Linked DNA regions of Mus musculus: regions 1 and 2 are each linked to region 3. Evidence: chromatin contacts called from public Hi-C and HiChIP or PLAC-seq data. All regions are on one chromosome and are shown on one strand. The core of a region is the stretch at or near the end of the contact, and the rest is flanking DNA. Distances in the headings are between cores, read along the strand shown. Region 1 has its middle 21 kb from the start of Gm38752. Region 2 overlaps Mm2pr (macrophage M2 polarization regulator). Region 3 holds the start of Alox5ap (arachidonate 5-lipoxygenase activating protein).

Evidence for each region. A called contact is a pair of places that touch in the nucleus more often than the background predicts. HiChIP or PLAC-seq counts read pairs in DNA pulled down with a chosen protein or histone mark.
Region 1: an H3K27ac HiChIP or PLAC-seq map of embryonic stem cells shows a contact between it and region 3, with 9 read pairs. The contact joins the enhancer-like site here to the promoter of Alox5ap in region 3. A contact is called at or near these places in 5 of 39 promoter capture datasets (embryonic stem cells, liver, pre-B cells and 1 more), 1 of 484 Hi-C or Micro-C datasets (myocytes), 2 of 115 datasets of contacts at active chromatin or transcription factors (both in embryonic stem cells) and 3 of 9 other capture datasets (adipose tissue, liver and pancreatic islet).
Region 2: a contact with region 3 is called in a Hi-C map of double positive thymocytes, with 1.6 times the contacts expected there. The contact joins the enhancer-like site here to the promoter of Alox5ap in region 3. A contact is called at or near these places in 4 of 39 promoter capture datasets (embryonic stem cells, hippocampal neurons, liver and 1 more), 1 of 15 datasets of contacts at CTCF or cohesin (large pre-B cells), 3 of 484 Hi-C or Micro-C datasets (CD8 T cells, double positive thymocytes and myocytes), 1 of 115 datasets of contacts at active chromatin or transcription factors (embryonic stem cells) and 4 of 9 other capture datasets (adipose tissue, embryonic stem cells, liver and 1 more).

The regions. Positions count from the first base shown.
Region 1 is chr5:149,111,285-149,113,984 of GRCm38.p6, reverse strand. No RefSeq gene overlaps it. Among named protein-coding and RNA genes, the nearest start is that of Gm38752, 21 kb to the right of the region's middle. Within about 2 kb of position 1,309, at least 13 of the 459 cell types and tissues checked have an H3K27ac peak or open chromatin away from gene starts, as enhancers often do. A contact at or near this core is called in embryonic stem cells and stem cell-derived epiblast-like cells, where this site is marked.
Region 2 is chr5:149,134,512-149,137,211 of GRCm38.p6, reverse strand. All of the region lies in intron 1 of Mm2pr (macrophage M2 polarization regulator), which reads left to right. Among named protein-coding and RNA genes, the nearest start is that of Gm42788, 8.4 kb to the left of the region's middle. Within about 2 kb of position 1,276, at least 22 of the 459 cell types and tissues checked have an H3K27ac peak or open chromatin away from gene starts, as enhancers often do. A contact at or near this core is called in double positive thymocytes and liver, where this site is marked.
Region 3 is chr5:149,263,662-149,266,361 of GRCm38.p6, reverse strand. Alox5ap (arachidonate 5-lipoxygenase activating protein) reads right to left here and starts at 1,358. Exons shown (of 5, transcript NM_009663.2): 1 at 1,180-1,358. The coding sequence starts at 1,249.

The sequences.
Region 1 (2,700 bases), core at 60-2,559, 150 kb after region 3:
TGGGAGAGTCGGAGCTAGGAAGTCTTGGTGTTAGGATCCGAGGAACTGGTGTTCCAGGGACCTAACCCTGAACACCAGGGTGCAGCTTTTCCTGCAGACTGTAAAGGTGAACTGCAGACATGAACTTCCTTCCCAAGGTGTAGGCTCTTCTTCTCCTCCTCTTTCCCTTCCTCTCTGTCACCCTGTTTCTCCTTCCTCCTCCCCTTTTCTCACCTCAGCCCCTGCCTAGCTATAATCAGATGCTGGGGTTTTAGCATCTTGCTAGACTGCTACAGACCAGTATGTCCCATGAGGTCTCGATGTCTTGAGAAGGCAGCAGCAAGGTCAAAGAGACAGGAACGGCGGCGTTTCAGTTGTGTGTCCCCACCTTCCCTTGAATCCACTGTGACCCTTGACCTGCCTGCTCCCAGGTTAGAACAGCGAGGAGTTAGAGAGCCAGTGCTCCCAGAATCTAAAGCCTCATTACGTTCTCATTCACATTCTGCTGGCTAAACGAGCTGTTGTGAACAAGCCAGCAAATTATTCCTGATGTTTGCCTCCTGGAGGAACATTGAAAGGTCATGTAACCATCAGAAATACAGCCAGGCAGTGGTGGTGCATGCCAGTGAATCCCCATGCTTGGAGGCAGAGGCAGGTGGATTTCTGAATTTGAGGTCAGCCTGGTCTACAGGGTGAGTTCCAGGAAGGACAGCCTGTGCTACACAGAAAAATCCTACCTCAAGCAAACAAAAAAGGATCAGAAATGCACACGCATGTGTGGGACGGTACTTTAAAAAATAAGCCCAATGCAACAATTAACAGTCAATGCTTCTCATCCAATTGACTAAAAAGATAGAAAACAGTCATGTCAGTGCTCAGGTGTATACCCACCACCGTGAGACTGAGGCAGATGAATCTCACATTGAGGCCAACCTAGACTGCATAGAAAATTTCAAGCCAGCCTGAGATACAGCAAGGCCACTACCCACTTACACCCCACCCCACCCCCATTCAGCCCACTAACAAAACGATAAAAATAACAATCGACAGGCAAGGTAGGAAGCCCTGGAACCTGCACACACTGCTGTAGACACTGCCACTGCTTTGCGGCTTGATGTGACATTTCAGCATAGTCATATACACAGACCTACAGACAGATACACAAACAGAAAAGCTGGAATGGGGCAGCCTGTGCTTGCTCTAAGTCACAGTACCTTGTTGCGGATGGGCCTGGTGCTGTCTGTATTTTGATGTTAATTCCACTCTCCTGGGAGGGTTAGTGGGTGAGGAGTGAGTCACAAACTCAGGTGACTTCTTGTAAACCATCCCCTAATAAATAGAGGAGCCAATCGCTGGTCGGTCGAGTAGGAGGGACTTCTGGGTTGGATAGGGGAAGAGAGGAAGAGGAAAGAGAGAGTCCTTTTTGGACTGGGATAGTGTGAGGACAAGATGTAGCTACTAGTTTCTCCTGGTTTCAATGGCAAATCCGTCAGGATTCGACAGTAGAGGATTTAGATTAAATAAATCTTACAAGATTAGGATTTTAGTTGTTGTGGCCCAGTGGTTGAATTATTGTTGTTTCTGAACTAAGTTTGTGTTGCGTTTTCCTTCACGCGTCAGCTCGTCTGGGCTCAAGAGAGAAAGGTACGGTGACAAAATGTGGGTTTGCCTGATGTGCACCCCAAAGGCCATGGGGGATTTGAAGCATGGGGCTGGCATGGTAGCAACCCACCAGTGGGAACCTAGCAAGCTGGGTGGAGAGATCTTGAAACTCTAAGTCAGAGAGTCTCCACAAGATAAGAACAGGCCAGCTAAACTGCCGGGGCAGAGAGTAGCTGGGTCAAGCATGGGAACTTGCTGTTTTAAAAAATACTTCCCGCAGCAGGACCCTGAAAGCATGGGGTGTTTGTTATACACTGTTGACCAGGGAGGCAGGATTACTGCAGTCAGCTGAACAAAGGCTGTGTTATTACATACAGATAAACAGGTGTAGTTATTATACACAGCTGAACAAGAAGGCTGCCTTAGCTAATCTCAGTAGGTTACGTCTCAGTAGGAGAGTGAACCTTAAGCCAGAACAGGGCTGGGGTGGGGCTGCAGTGGACATTTTCTGAAACACTGTCAACATTCACCACCAGACGTGAAGAAGAGGTATTTCCACCCCTCCCTCTGAGACTCATCTAGGGAAGATTGCTACTCTCAAGGCTCTGGGGCTGTGGGGTCCTTGACATGGCGTGGCTGTGCCAAACAATACATATTCTCTTGGGACTTCACCTACTCCCTGCAATGAGCGGCTAAATACAACATAGTTGTCTGCATAGTCAAAGAGTATTAGACAAGAGGATACAGGGGCTGGAGAGATGGCTCCGAGATTAAGAGCTCTGGTTGCTCTGTAGAGGACCTGGGTTTGCTTCCCATAACAGTCACTCACTCATAACAGCCTGTAACTCCACTTCCGGGGAATCTGATTTCCTCTATCTGGCCCCCGCAGGCGCTGTATGCATGCGGCATACATACATACATGCAGGCAAAACACCCAGACACATACAATAAAAATAAATGTAAAAATAATTTTAAGTAAGAATATTATATAAATGTTCATATATTCACCAGCAATCATGAGCCTTGAAAACATGTTCGGGAAAGGAAGGAAGGAAGGAAGGAAGCAAGCAAGCAAGCAAGCAATCATAAAAGACCACATGCTGGAGTTCCATTTACCAG
Region 2 (2,700 bases), core at 27-2,526, 130 kb after region 3:
CAATTCCTTGTGATTGGCTAGCCTTGTGCCTTTCTGGAAACTCGTGGGCTTGGCGCTAACCCAAGAGACCAAATGCTTCCTCCCTGGTACAGTGGTCACAGGCCAAGCTCTGCTCCTGCATGCTAGCAGTCAGCCCAGGACACTGTATCAACTTCAGTTTTATTCACTTATTTATTTGCCGCTGCTAGTGACCACATGTTAGGCATGCCCTGTGGCCCCACCTGCATCTTTACATGTGGGGGCTCTGTCATCACCTCTCCAAAGATGTGTCTCTAAGATTCCCAAGTCCTTTCACAGGTGTGCTTTGTTTTTCTCGCTCACTTTCCAGAAGTAGGTCATTTATACCTCTGTTAACTGACACTGCTCTTGGGAGGTGTTTATGACTACAAACACCTGCAGAAGAATTACTCTGATTCAGAAGTTTGTGTGCGAGTCAATATCAACTCCATTTTAAGGTAGATGATATGTAGATTTGTTTCTATGAATAAAGTATCAATCCCAGCACTTGGGAGGCTGAGACAGGAGGGTCATACATGAGACCCTGGTTACAAGAAGAAAATGAAACACTGAAAAAAATTGAAAGTGTAAAAGAAAAATTAAAATGAGCTGGGCACTGGTGGCTTAGACCTTGAATCCCAGCACTTGGGAGGCAGAGGAAAGAAGGTTTCTTGTCAGTTCGAGACCAGCCTGGTCTACACAGTGAGTTCTAGGACAGCCAAAACGACATAGTGAGACCATGTCTCAAAATGAAGCAAGACAAAAGAATATAAAGTATAAACTCATGGAGGTAATTACACTGACAGGCACATACACCCAGAGACCCCCCCCCACTTCTTATTTATTTATTTATTCATTTATTTATTTATTTATTTAATGTATGTGAGTACACTATTGCTCTCTTCTGAAACACCAGAAGAGGGCATTGGATCCCATTACAGATGGTTGTGAGACACCATATGGTTGCTGGGAATTGAACTCAGGACCTCTGGAAGAACAGTCAGTGCTCTTAACCACTGAGCTATCTCTCCAGCACCCCCTACTTCACCTTCTAATCATAACCCCCATACTCACCATGATGCTGGGAGCTATCTGCAGAGTAGCGGGGAGGGCTCCCTCTAGCTAGATACTGACAGTCTCGGGAACTCAGTATGAATTAGTTCCCAATGGGTCCCAAGCGTTTCCCTGTACTGCTGAGAACCTGCCACCAGTCACCAGCCTTGGCTGCTGTTCATCCTTGATGACAAACACTGGCTCTCTGCCTCCCGTTTCTAGAGCAACATGTTTACCTCTATGCACTGAGGCCACCTCTGCCCTACAAGCCCTTGCTGGGCTGACCTAGGTCCCTACTCCACATGTCCGTTGCTCCTCGGGCTTCAGTACTGTTGCCGCTCCTCCTCCTCTGTCCTGTGGCTCATTTTGTTACTTCCTTCACAGGGGGAAGAAAGGAATTGAGGCCAGCTCTTTCCCCAGGCCTCTTTACACGTAGAAATTTGCCTCCTCTACAGGCTCCTTTCTTCCCTGTTGTCTCTCAGGGGAAGATATTTACCTCACACAGCCTTTCGCAACTCTCCAGAAACATAGTTTCACCCACTGCCACACTTCCATTCTCTGATGGGTTAATGTCTTGCCCCGCATTTCCTTCTGGCCAATCAGCCTGACTCTCCTGATGAGTGCCTGCCATTTACTGTATTGCTTCTCTTAGAAATGATGTTCCTTCCTAAGTGAGAAGGATATATGCAAACTCCATTTTGCTGTTATTGTAATTTTTCCTTTGTAAACCACGCCATGTCCCTGCTTCCTAATTAGTGCCTGCTTGAAGGTTTCACCCCCTGCAGATCCACTGTGCTCCCCCCGCAAGAGAGGGCTCTTGCTAATGTTTCCCATTTCCCAACACAAAAAAGATAACGTTTTATCATTTTCTTACTTTGCGTCTCTGCAATGTGAGACCGTGGTATCGGCCAAGGCATACACCTCTTCTGATCTCCAAAAACCCTCTTCCTTCCTCCACCTCCCTCTACCTCAATCTAGTGTTTTCCTGGAAAGCCTGGTTGGAGGTCCCTCTTTCCTCTCCTTATTCAAGAAATGCTTGCTAATGTAGACCTTGGGGCTGCAGAGGGATGTATGGAATTCCCACTGTGCCCTGCCAAAGCTCACAGGACACAAGGAAAGAGAAACAGATCCAGGAAGAAAACATAACACACAATTGCTGTCTCTGACGAGTGCTGTGAGAGCCCAGGGGAGGTGCTTCTAGCCTTGCTGTCTGGGAACACCTGACATGCAGTGCGGGCACAGGCACGTGTGTCACTGCACACTGCCTTTCTGACTCTTTCCAATGAGAGATTTTAGTGAATGAATGCCTATCTGTCTTACTCACACTCTTAACTATTTAATAATCGTCACTCACAAGCCCTTCTACAATCTGCCCCTTCCAACTGGAGATATTTTTAGCCTTTTAATAATACACGGTCTCCTTAGCTTCCAATTAGTATCTGAGTAGAGACTTGAGCTTAGTACATATTCGCAATCGCTGAGTTTGCTTATCAAACCAGAGCAGGAGCAGATGGAACCCTACAGAATCCCAGGTACCCATCTATTTGAGTCTGAATTTCACCCACTTTCCCCCATGTAGCTATCTAAATTTAGATGTCATACATTTGTGTAGGCAACCTACAAACGACGCTTGCATGAACACATTCCTTC
Region 3 (2,700 bases), core at 109-2,608:
ATAGATAGATAGATAGATAGATAGATAGATAGATAGATAGATAGATAGAAAAACAGACGTGCGTGTGTGTGTGCGTGCGTGCATGCGTGAGAGTGTGTGTGTGTGTGTGTGTGTGTGTGTGTGTGTGTGTTTAATGGCAATACTAAGAAATAGGAACATTTCCCCAGACAGACAGATGATAGATAATAGATAAATACATAGACAGACAGACAGATAATAGATAGGACTTATATATAAATAGATGATAGGTAAATAGATAGATGTGAGTCGTGAGGATCATGAACCCTTTGGGGGTCAAATGACCCTTTCACAGAATTCACCTCAGATCATTAGAAAGCACAGGTATTTATTTATATTACAATCTTTAACAGCAGCAAAATGACAGTTATGGAGTAGCAACAAAAATAATTTATGCTTGGGCGTCACCACAACCTGAGATACTGTGTCAAAGGGCTAGGAAGGTTGAGATAGATAGATGGATAGAACATGACTGACTGACTGACAGACAGACAGACAGACAGACAGACAGACAGACAGACAGACGTGTGTGTGTGTGTGTGTGTGTGTGTGTGTGTGTGTGTGTGTGTGTGTGTGTAAAGCTGTACACCAAAAGGCTGGGGCATAGATGTGTAGTAGAGAATATACAGAAGGTATGCAGGGCCCTGAGTTCTATCCCCAGGACCACAAAACAAAACAAAACTAAAAATAGCCTTACGCATTGTTCTTTGATGTTTCTTCAAAAGAACTTATTTAAGTACAGAAGTAAAAAGATGATAAAGACTTTCTCCTTTATAGCTCGCAAGACTACCCCTTGCCTGACACAGACGACAGACGACCTGGGTCCTGCTGCAAATTGGCTCATTCAGGCGGGTGTCCAAGGGAGCACAGACCCCCACACTCTCTCCAGGCTGGCCCTCCTCTTCCACCCTTCATGCCCTTGCTCCACCAAGACACTTGGGCCAAGTTTCTCACCAGCCCTTCAGGTTGCTCTCCATCCTCTGCAAACACACCTGACATCATCCTTCAAGTGAGAGAAGGAAACCCCAAACTCACACAGAACAGGACCCACCCCTGCACACTCACGTACACAGCAATAAATACAGACGTGTGCATAGTGCACACAGAATGGTGTGTGCCTGGCTTCCAGCACCCCTGCTCTCCCTGAGGAAGGGCCCTTACCATTCTGGACCACGCTGATGAGGGTGACAAGGGCCAGGAGCACAACGTTGCCCACAGCCTCTTGATCCATGCTTGCTTCAGGCCCGCCAGAGACAACCAGGCTGGTGCTAGCACCTCAGCCTTCCTGCGCAGAAAGGGGAAGTGCCAGGCTGTGCTCTGCCTTTTACCATCAGTTTCCAAAGGTCCCCAGCACAGCCACTCAGTGCTCCTGCTCCTCCCCTTGTCCCCCTCTTCTTCCTCCCCCTCCTTTTGTTCCTGCTCCTCCCCTCTTCCTGCTCCTCCCTTTCCCCTTGCTCCTTCCCTCTTCCTCTTGCACTACCCTCTCCCCTTGCTCCCCCTCCTTTTTTGCTCCTCTCCCTCCTCCACCTGCTCCTCCTCCTATTGCCCCTTCCCTCCTCCTCTTGCTCTACCTCCTCACTTTGCTCCTACTTCTCCTCTTGCTCCTTTTCCCTCCCCTTCTTCTTTCATCTCCCTTCCCCTTTCTTCTCTTTCTCTCCTTCCTTCCCTTACTCCTCCACCTCTTGCTCCTCCCATTCCTACCCTTGCTCCTCCTCCTTCTTCTGCCTTTAGTTTTCATTCTTCCTCTTCTAATTGTTATTCAACAAAGTTGCAGGACCTGTGGTTTTGAGTTACCTTCCAGGAGTCACAGAGTCAGAGGGAGAGGGAAGTGCAGCGTATTCTTTGATGTTGCTTACTATGGGCAGCCTCGCTAGGAGCATAAGCATGAAATCTGGACCCTGCACAGCACGAGGAGCCCGGAGCCACTACCACTTCTTACACTGGCAAAAATAAAGAAAAGGGAAAATGAGATTTAAAAAAAGAAGAAAAAGAAAAGGAAATAAAATGAATACAGCACCAAAAAGACGTGCGTCCTGAGTATGCCCTTGGTTCTTTGAATTCCTCCTGGTAAATAAATGTCATTTGACACATTGTACAGTGCAGAATAGCAGCCACATAGGCTGGGGTGAATGGATGGATGGGTGAATGGATAGATGGGTGAATGGGTGAATGGATGAATGGATGGATGGATGAATGGATGGATGGGTGATTAGATGGATGGGTGAATGGATGGATGGATGAGTGGATGGATGGGTGAGTGGATGGATAGGTGAGTGGATGGATGGGTGAAGGAAAGAAGGAGTGAATGAATGATAAGACAACCAGTGGCTCCTTTCCTGCAATAAAATAAAACTATGGGACTTGGGAGACAGCTTCATTGGAAAGTGTTTTCCATGCAAGCTTGAGGACCTGAGTTCAGTCCCCACATCACCTAAGAAGCCACGTGTGGTAGAATGTGTGTAACCCCAATATTACAGGAAGAGGGGCAGGAGCATCCTCAGGCTCACTGGCCAGCCACCCTAGCTTAATGGAGAGTCCCAGGCAGGGAAAGACCCTGCTTCAAGAGATAAAGTGGATGGCACTTGAGGAACTAGAACCAAGGTTTGCCTCTGCCCTCCACAGACACATACATGTGCATACACGCACGTGCACGCACAAAAAAAGTCAATAAAATAAATGTTA